2 separate regions of the Oryctolagus cuniculus genome follow, and region 1 is linked to region 2. Evidence: chromatin contacts called from public Micro-C data. All regions are on one chromosome and are shown on one strand. The core of a region is the stretch at or near the end of the contact, and the rest is flanking DNA. Distances in the headings are between cores, read along the strand shown.

Region 1 (4,996 bases), core at 1,968-4,467, 300 kb after region 2:
TTTCCCTTCCCTTCTCTCAAGCACTCTCAGAGGATCCGCAGGCCTAGTCTGAGCCCTGGCACTGCAGCACCCACATCCAGTCACCCGCTGGAGACCACTCCATCCAGTCAGCCTTCAAGATGCCTAGTGCTTCCCCGCTGGGACCTAAGATTTACCATCTGCTCTCCTGACCAGCCTTGCTTAGACTAGAACCGTCTCCTAATTCTTCTGTCTCTGCTCCAGTTGATCTTCTCAGTGGCTACCCATTATCCTCTGAAACCCTTTCCAACTTGGTGTGTCACTTTATCTTTCCTAAGTCACTGACAGCCAACACTGACGGAGTGCTTCCTAGTGCCAGGGCACCTCCCTCATACTCACATTAGTTCTGCGAGGTGAGTACTATTTTATTGGCATCCCTAATTCCTCCAGCATGGCTGTAATGAACTTTCCTAGGCTTCTCTCCATTATGTCCTAAACATATCTAATCCTCCCAGGCCTGACTCCCTACACTTTATTCTCTGGTCTAGGCCATACCATCAATGTCACAACCTCTTTTCTCCTGAAACGGATACCCCAGTGAGGGGCAGCAGATATCACAGGGTTTATGGAGCCACTGGTTCCCCCACCATGCCCTCACCCCAGGTACCATTGGTGGCTGCCAGGGAGTCACCTCTTATGTGGGCCAAAGACAGCCAACTGTGCTCTTCTCTGAGAGAAGAGATATTTTCTGAGAGCACCACACAGAAAGAGAGCAGAACCAGGGCCAGCGGGTAAAAGCTCCACAAAGGCAGACTTTCACATACATGAGTCGAAAGACTCTTTCATTGTAAAAACAGTGCAATGGGCCGTCTGGGGAGCTGGATGTGTTCACGCGGAGGCTACAGAATTACTTGGCAGAGATACTGTACAGAATATCCTTTCATTAAATATGAGACAGATTAGATGAACACTAAGGTTCTTTCCAACTCTAGGAATCTATGAGTCTAGGAAAGAAAACTTTCAAAATTCCATAGATTTAAGCTTTAATGTAGACTCTAGACAGTCAACAGATGAGTTACTGGTGAGGGTCACACCGTGCAGGCCCTGGCTCTCCCCAGCCACACGCGTGAGACACTCAAGGATGGACGATCCCCAAACGCCCTTCCCAGAGCTCAGGGCAGGAGCTCGCAGAGGCGTCCTTTGGGCTGGAGCCTGAGAATGCGCTTTGCCACCCTTGGTGGTGCCTGGGGAGCTCCTGCCCATGGCTCCACCGAGACTGTGCACTGAGGACCTCTCAGGGGCCATGGGAGGCAGGGAAGAGAATCCCCTAGGACCTTCCCTTGCCAGGCTGAGACTCTTTGGCTCCACCCACAAGCCTGATGTCTGCTAGGGCTGAGGGCCTATTCCCTGCGGAGTTTGGCTACCACGGGATCTGTCTCCAGTCACAAAGGGCCTCCTGGGATGCCAAATTCCACAGAAGTCTGGCGTCACAGCCAAAGTCTGGCCTGCAGCCAGCCTGCAGCAGGAACTCACGCTCAGAGCGGAAGTTGGGTTGACTCAAACAGGTAAGAATGTGAAGTCCAGCCCTTGTGCCCAGCTGCACATGGAAAGGAAGGGGGATACACGGCCTTGTAGCAGCATAAGAACAAAAACCAAAACAATCTTGGGCTCACAGGATGACAGCAACCCAGACGGTGTGAGCCGGAAATGCTGCTGCCAAACACCTGATGCGGCTGGAGAAGCACCAGCTTGCCAGCAGGAGGAAGTCATGGGGTGGCTGCTCTTCTGGCCCATCAGCCCTTGTGAGGAAGAGCACGGCAGCCAGCTCTGAGGTTAGAGTCAGGGTTAGGATTAGGGGTGCTGGCAAACTAAAGCAGGTCCCTGTAGGAGACAGGATGGTGAGAAGCCTGGGAATGACATCTTTCTTCATATGACTCTGGGCAAGTTAATCTCTTGAGTCTTACGTTTCACAAATGGGAAAATTGTACGGATTAAATTAGGTAACCGTGGAAGCAGCTAGGGCTCAGCAGGAAACTAAAACTGGTCCGGTGTTAACCTGAATAGTGTCCAGGCCTGGCTTCCTGGCATGAGAGGTGTTTGGGATGGGTCTGGACAAACTGATTAGGGACACTGTCATGGGGCTCATGTGGTTCACTTGTGACTTCTACAAGCTCTACTGGCTCTGGACTTCCATTAATTCTTTCAAGCGTTTTTCAGTTCTTTAGATGTCTGAGCTAAGAGGCAAGTCCTTTTTAGCTGCAGTGTTGAACCCAACAAGACTCTGGGGCTACTAAGCCCAAGCAGAGGTGTCCTGTAGGCACAGACCTTGAGGAGGAGGGTGCTATTGTCCCCCACTGACACCAACGAGGCTGGCATCCAGCCAAAGGCTGCAGTCACCAAACAAGTCCGGGAGGCAGGACAGAGCTGGTGAAAGCTCAGAGACTCCCCAGTTTCATGGGGCCAGCACTCAGCTGCCAAGAGAGGAGACCAAGGGTTTTCCTTATACAAGGTCACAAACATCCAGTTCTCTTTCCCCAGTGCTCCAGTGGTAGCACTAAACAGGCACAGTGTATGGTGTCATGGAGAAGTCCCTGGACTAGGGACCAGAAGATCCAGCTCTCCTGCTTAGCAGCTGTGTGACCCTGAACTCATTTGCAGTCTCACTACTGACTTGTGCACCAAAGAATTACCAGGCCAACTGTCTTATAAGGGCTGTGAGGCTTAAAACAGTGAATGTGTTTTATAAACTGTAAAGTGCTAGGCAAAGTACTGACGTGAGCATGACTATTATTTAAATAATAATAAATATAAATCCAAAGAAATGAAGCTCTAATGCTGGAATTTCATGCATCAGTGACGAAGATATTGCTGGGTGGCTTCCGGTCACCTGGTACACAGTCGTGTCCTGCGTGGGGGATTCTGAGCTGGGCTGTACGTATCAGGCCCTCTGCCTATCACTCAGCTCCAGCAAGATCCCTCAGAAACAGTAAACACTAGCTCTTGAGGCGACCTGAAAGGAAGTCCTGGCCTTGGAGAAAAACCAAGTCCATGGATGAGCTCTGCGGCTTTCTGCCATACTGTGGCTTCCAGCAGATACGCAGAGAGAGAGCAGCTCCTGCTTGAGGTCCCGGCAGGAAGGAGAGGCACCCGTGACTCAACTCTGGAGAGGCTGCTGGCCTCAGCCCAGCTACTCCACCACGGAGGAAGGCCAGCGCTTGCTCAGCAGATCTGAGACAGGAAATTGGGAAAGGGTCCCAGGGTCCGGCCCAGGCAAAGGGGCAGGCCAAGTTCTTTGCCGGACACGCCACAGAACAGTTCTGATCAGCTCCCCCAGGCCTGCTCCCCCGGTCTAAGACCCTAGGGAGAGTGAGGCAGCCGGAAGGAATGTGGTCAGGAGGTTGTAGGTTCAGTCAGAGCAAAGGGGACAGCATGAGTCCAGGCACCCTGGGACCCTCGTGGGCTCACTTCCGCAGTCACCAGTGCCTACCTTCCTTCCCTGGAAGGCTATAAAAGGTGCTCTTCCTTCCTTTCCGAGGAGAACGGCCGCTCTGCAGGCAGAGCTTATCTCCTCGACCGGGGCCCCTCCCACAACCCAAGGACACAAGAAATATCCCATGGGCAGCCCGTGAATCCTATGGGGGCACGGAAGGCCAGGTCACCAAAGGTCAGAATGTCAGCCTCAAGTGATTAAAGATGTCCCTGAAGTTAAGCTAGTCCCCAAAGAGTCAGTTTCTCTTAATAGTCTGTTACAGGATCCAGTCACAAGTGACTTCGTCTGAACCTGCCCCGCATCTCCTCGCAGTCTCAGCTTATACTCACTGGGGAACAAATTCTCTGAAGCAGACTCTGCTGTGGGAAGCAGGAAGGCTTCTCTTTGTCCTAAATTTACCTCTTCTAAGCTCAGTTCCATGTTTGGGATGTGAGGGACAACTGTGTGGCCTCCCTAACTGCAAAGCCCTCAGACCCCGTTTCTCAGAACGGGGAGCCCCTTTCCCAGTCCTGGCAGCCTTGCACTCAAGAGACCTCAACTCCTCCAGCCTTTGTGGGTGGACACACCTGGCTGCAAACATTTTGAGTCTCTCTTTCAACAGCAGAGCCAGTAAACTAGGGCCTGCAGAATGTCCCACCACAGACGAGAGCTTATCTGGCCCCAGTCCCTTGATTTTGAATGTGTCTCATGGTCTTTTTCAGGTCCTGTGGCTAGAGTCAGGGTGGGACACAGCATCCCGGGTCTGGAAGGGGATTTTCAAATTAACCTCCAGTAGCCCCAGACCAGCTCACCTCCGACACAGCCCTGACAGGCAGCTCGTCCCACCTCTGCCTGATCATCAGCAGTGATGTGGCCATCACAGGCGCTTCCCAGAGCAGCCATTTCCTCTCTCGGTGCCTACTCCTTACCCTAGGTCAAACCCCATCTCCTGGGAGACTTGACTCTTGGAGCCAGTTCTATCTCATGACAGCATTAAGCTTGAGATGCTACTCAGGGTTCCCCGAGAGGACAGCTATTCAACTCCAGTTCCTTCAACTTTCACTCACAGGAAAGATTTGCCAAATGCCTCCACCACGGGGCTTTCTCCCCTGAGCGAATTCCAGCTAGATTTGGCCTGTCATTCCTACACTGCAACCTCAGACTGGAAGCAACATTACAGGTGTGGTCTGATCAGCTCAGGATAGAAGAGGCTCATCTTCAATAGCAAATATGTCACGCTGCTTCCAAAGGCTGAGTCTTAGATGCATTCCCCGTGGGTCTAACCCACAAGCTGAAGGAAAAGCCATTTCTGTGGCCCAATGGAGGGCCACCAGTCTTCACCTCAGGCCCTCAGCCCTGCATCTGCAATATGGCTCTGTAAGATTTAATAAGAAAGTAAGTAAAAACGGAGTCAGTGTGATAAGAAATGGAAAAAAGATTGACCATGTGCAGAAGGGGACGTGGCTGCCACCTCCACGGGTCTGACTGGAAAGCTTTGTCTACCCGGCACCTGGGAGTCTGAGGAGCAGCCCACACCTCTCCAGAGTCCCGGGGATGCGAGGCCCGGCT
Region 2 (5,273 bases), core at 659-3,158:
GGGGCAGACAGGCCAGGAGCTGCTGGGACAGAGAGACAGGGGGACCCGGGAGGGTGACTGCCAGCAGATACAGGCCTGTGGAGTAAAGACATGCCCGCGTTAGGTACAGTGCGGTGACTCTGGCCCGCACGTTTCAGAAGGGTGGGTTGTGGGAGCTGTGCGTCTCCGTAAAGCTGCACCTCAGGCAGCATCACGGCCGCCACCGTGAGGTTCCTCAAAGGGCGGAAAGCAAGCTCTCCAGGGAACACAGCATCCGCAGGGGAGCGGGGTCGTCCCCGGCTTCACAGAGCAGGTGTCCTGCACTGGGCCGGCGGACAAAGCAGAGGCAGGACTGCACTGGCCGCCCCCTTACCCGCAGTGTTCAGTGCCGACGCAACCGGTGGGGGGAGCGAGAAACCAGAGCCTGTACCACCACAGGTAGGCGCGGGGTGCCAGTGGGAAAAACTAGACTCGCTTGGCACACACAGGTGCACAGAGGGCAAGTCACCTGCCCACGGCCTCACTGCCTGGAAACAGAGCTCCGTGCGGCCAGCAGGGGCCTGCGAGGTGGGCGGGCCCAGCCCCACCAGGAACACTACCCGCGCCCACTAAACCCACAGGCAGGACTGGCTCAGCAGTCAGGGCTCTCGGTGCAAACACTGGCTTCGACTTGACACCACTGCAGTGTCTTTTCTTTTTAAAGATCTATTTATTTGAAAAGCAGAGAGAGAGAGAAGGCAGGAGATGAGAGAGATCTTCCATCCATTCCCAAATGGCTGCAACAGCCAGGTCTGGGCCAAGGCGGAAGCCAGGATCCAGGAACTCCACGCTGGTCTCCCCCATGGGTGGCAGGGCGCCCGGCGTCCAGGCCACCCTCTGCCTGACCCTGACGCGGAGCAGCTGGGACTTGAACTGGCACTCCAGTACGTATGGCGTGCCAGGGTCACGACCGGCGGCTTGGCCCTCTCAGCCATAACGCCAGCCCCCACTGCAGGTTCTCTGGCGGAGAAGTGAACAGATGAAGAAACCAGCCTGGGAGTGGTGTTCGTGTGTGCACGGTGGGCAAGGGTGAAGGCTGGCAACGCGGTACCAGCGGTTCAACAGCTGCTTGAGCCACGCCTCCCGTCGGAGCCCCGGGTTCGAGTCCTGGCTGCTCTGCTTCTGACACGGCTTCCTGCGAGTGTGCCCGGGGTGGGAGTCACTGGTGATGGTTCCAGTGCTTGGGCCCCTGCCCGCCCCGTGCGCGAGACCAGGACGGATTCCCGGCTCCTGGCTTTGGCCTGGCTCAGACCTGGCCCGAACGCTGCCGCCAGCTGGGCTCGGCCGCTCTGCCTGTCAAATAAATCAACCTTACAACAACAAGCCAGGCCTGCTCCTTACTCTCCCCTCCGGGGAACAACGGGGCGCCTAGCCGCGCAGCCTCCCCAGGGAAAAGCACGCTGGACGCTCCACCCGCGGACGGCGAGGAGGACGGGCGAAGCAGACACACCTGCGCGGCGCGCAGCAGCCGCAGCCCGAGCACCGCGGGCGGACACACGCACGCGCGGGCCGCGGCCGGGCGCTGGCCAGCCGCATTCCTCGGCCCCCTCCTTCCTCGGGGAGGCCCCCGCCCCGACCCTCCAGCGGCCGCGGCTCCCCTCAGGCCGACGGCCGGGCGCACGGGGCAGTGCCAGCGCCGGACGAGGCGTCGGCGTCCGCAGCAACGGGCGGAGGACTCGGCGCCCGGCAGCACGCGGAAGCCTGGCCCCTACCCGGCCCTCGCCGGTCCGGCCTCGGGCGCCTCCCCCTCGCCCCGCTGACCGAGCCTCCATCCCGCTCGCTCCCAGCCCGGCCTCCTTACCTGTCTCGGCTCCACGCGCTCGCCGTAACCTCGGCAACGCCGGTCGGGGCGCCAACACCGCTGCCGTAAAGCGGCACGGCCGCAAAGCTAGCCGACTGCGCAGCCGCAGAGCTCACGGGCGCGCCCCTCGGCTGTTGGCGGAGTGCGCCTGCGCAGGCCTGTAGGCGGGGCCCTTGTGCACCTGGCTCGCCTCCTCGCGTGCTCTCTAACCCGGGCGGCGCGAATTCTGGCCCGAGATGACACGGACAACCCCTCTGTACAGATGCTACGCTCCTTTCACTCCCCCTCACAAACCCATTTCACAGACGAGGCGCGCAGTCGCCTGTCCAGTGTCACCCAGTGACACCGTTACAGGTCATGGAGCTGAGACCTAGAGTCCTCGCCCCCCGGAGGCACGGGACCCTTGAGGCCACCAGACCTGGGGGAAAGGACCCTCTGAGGCCGGCCCTGAAGGCGGCCCCTGCTTTCTCTGTGTGCAGCGCGGCCCCGGGCGCACCTGTCGGGCCCCCGCAGACACCTGTGCGCCCCGGCTGAACCACAGCCCGGGAATTCTGAGGTGTCGCCGCCACCTCCCTTGGTCCCAGGGGGGCTGTGAGTTGCAGGTCCGACGAGAGGCCGAGACCACAGCCGGGGTCTCCGCCTCCCGGCCTGGCACCCGTCGTTTCGGGATTTGGGATTCACTGGTTATGGGATTTCAGGTGACGTCACCTGGAGCCCTGTCCACCCGGAGGGTTGGGAGCAAAGCCACTGAACAAGAGATTCTTCCCCAAGATTTTCTCCTCGACGTACAATCAGTGTTTTAAACTTAAAAGAGGTATTTGGAAGGCACCGGGACAAAGAGAAGTAGAATCTTCCACGCGCTGGTTCGCTCCCCGAATCCCACCATAGCCAGGGCCGGGCCAGGCTGAGCCAGGAGCTGGGAACACCATCTGGGCCTCCCACGTGAGGCTCGGCACTGGGCCATCGCTGCTGCCTCCCGGGGTGCGTTAGCAGGAAGCCGGATCGCAAGCCGAGGTGGGACCAGCGCCAGCCCCTCCAAGGTGGGTGCAGGGGTAACCAAGCAGCTGCCGGCCCGGCTGTGCCACCAGGCTCGCCCCTCACCGTACATTTGTAAATAACCTTTTCTCATCATTTTTCAGGTTTTCCCCGAAGCGGACAGGACCGTGTAGTGCGTGGTCTCCGCACCCCCGCATCTTGGATGGACATCTTGCGTCTTTAACTCACTCAGTAGATGCTGCTGGCCCCCTGCTGGACGGTTTTAAAACAACCCCAGAGAAGCGGCATTTAAGTCCGCAGCGCCGAGCGATAAGGAAATGCTGCGTCACGCGTGCATGGCATAGCTTCACACGCACGACTGTCACTGTTCCAGATAGTTCCGTTCTGCAAACAGCCACTCAGTGAAGGCTGGGGAGCAGAGAGCTGGCTTCCTGTGAACCTCCCGCCACAACGTTTGCATCAGCTGACCAATGCACAACCTGGTTTTCTGTGTTTCTGTTTAAAGACGCCTTACATAATCCTCGCGCACGGTCCATCCTCTCTGACCTCGTGGCCGACCGCGCCGTACCCTCCCCGTGCATTTCCTCCAGGCAGGCACTTTTCTCCCTAAGGAGCGCCCTGCACGGGGGGGCTGCTACACACGGCTCCGTCTCCCACCGCAGCGCACGCGTGTGAGCGCCGTGGCACGGCCCCGAGTGCGAGGAGCGCACGGATTCACGCTCTGGGCGCCGACCTCGCCTTTGCCACTGCCGCTGGGAGTGTGCATTTTGGGCAGTTCCGGTGCTTTGCGGCTCTGTGCGTGCACACTCCTGTGAGGGGCTACAAAAGCCAGCGGCTGATGTGGACGTCCCAAAGGAACGTGAGAGAGAGGGTGGATTTGCAAACGCAGGATCTCAAAACACGTCGAACAGAATGGACAACCATGCCCTGTGTTCTTACTGTGAAACGCCACACACAGGTCCCACGTCACGTCTGCTATCTGCTTCTGCTTGCCAAGAAACGCTGTTCTGGGCCGGCGCCGTGGCTCACTAGGCTAATCCTCCACCTTGCGGCGCCGGCACACCGGGTTCTAGTCCCGGTCGGGGCGCCGGATTCTGTCCCGGTTGTCCCTCTTCCAGGCCAGCTCTCTGCTCTGGCCAGGGAGTGCAGTGGAGGATGGCCCAGGTGCTTGGGCCCTGCACCCCATGGGAGACCAGGAAAAGCACTTGGCTCCTGGCTCCTGCCATCGGATCAGCGTGGTGCGCCGGCTGCAGTGGCGGCCATTGGAGGGTGAACCAATGGCAAAAGGAAGACCTTTCTCTCTCTGTCTCTCTCTCTCACTGTCCACTCTGCCTGTCAAAAATTAAAAAAAAAAAAAAAGTGTTTAAAAAAAAAAAAAAAAGAAACGCTGTTCATCTGGGACTCAGGTTCACCTGGCTGTCTGGTCTTTTCAGCCACCCTAGGAACAATCTGGGGTGGTTTGCTGTGGGCCAGCCACTGTGCACCCATGGTCTTATTTAACTTAACGTAACAGGCCTGTGAGACTGGTGTTACCACCCCACCTGCTCACAGGCTCAGAGCTACAATGTGCTGGAGGCCAGGTGAGGACCCGGGGTCTCAGGACCACCGGGCTGTATTAGTGCATCACACAGGCTACAGCAAGCAGCGCTCAACACTGAAATACAAAAAAATGACCCACAGCAGGTGTTGGGGGGAGGCCAGGAGGGGCTGAAGGCCTGGGAGGCTTCCTGGAAGAGGTGGCCTGGGAGCTGAGCCTGGAAGGAGACTTAGCACCAGGGAGGCAGGGAGGAGGCGGGCAGAGGGCAGTCAGGGCACTGGGCTGGCCTGTGTGTGAGGCTGGAATGGGGTTTGGGGTTCCGGAGCCAGGGAGGAGCCGGGCAAGAAGCCAAAGCCGCGATAAAGTCCGATAGGTAGGGCGTGGCCTGATTGTGGAGGCGCTTGAATTCCAGGCTTGGCTTCTGGACTTTACCCCGCAGACAATGGGGAGCCGCCGGCATTTCTGAGCAGGGCTGGGCAGCCCCCGCTGTCGCCCCATTGTTTTTCCCAGTCGGGCCGACCCCTGCAGTACCTCAGTGTGTCCACCAGATGGAGCCGATTCAGCAGGTTTAAATCACCCAGTCTGGTGGACACCCAGTCTCCTGGCCTTGAACACCGCGTGGGACCCCACTGGCCTCCGCGTGTTTGCTGCCAGCATTCTCCGCAGAAAATGCAAAGGCTGAGAAGCAAACCTCAAATCACGGGCCTGGTCCAGAGTCGCCGTGCGGGGCAGGAAAACCGCAGCTGACCTCACAGCTTCGGAGGAGCAGGAGGTGCAGGTGCGCACCGGGTGTCCCGCGTGGAAGCGGCGCCCAGCGGGAGTTGCCACAGTCCCATTTTACAGACCTGGAAACAGAGATTCTCTTTTAAAAATTTACTTATTTAATAAGGCAGAATTAGAGAGAGGGGAGAGAGAGACAGA

The links. A called contact is a pair of places that touch in the nucleus more often than the background predicts.
Region 1: a contact with region 2 is called in a Micro-C map of ear pinna, with 7 times the contacts expected there. The contact joins the enhancer-like site here to the promoter of TSEN2 in region 2. A contact is called at or near these places in 2 of 6 Hi-C or Micro-C datasets (ear pinna and an unstated tissue).

The regions. Positions count from the first base shown.
Region 1 is chr10:115,064,879-115,069,874 of mOryCun1.1, forward strand. The region is part of intron 10 of SYN2 (synapsin II); the gene reads right to left. Among named protein-coding and RNA genes, the nearest start is that of TIMP4, 20 kb to the right of the region's middle. Within about 2 kb of position 3,218, at least 4 of the 8 cell types and tissues checked have an H3K27ac peak or open chromatin away from gene starts, as enhancers often do. A contact at or near this core is called in ear pinna, where this site is marked.
Region 2 is chr10:114,769,082-114,774,354 of mOryCun1.1, forward strand. TSEN2 (tRNA splicing endonuclease subunit 2) reads right to left here and starts at 1,909. Exons shown (of 12, transcript XM_051851720.2): 1 at 1,820-1,909.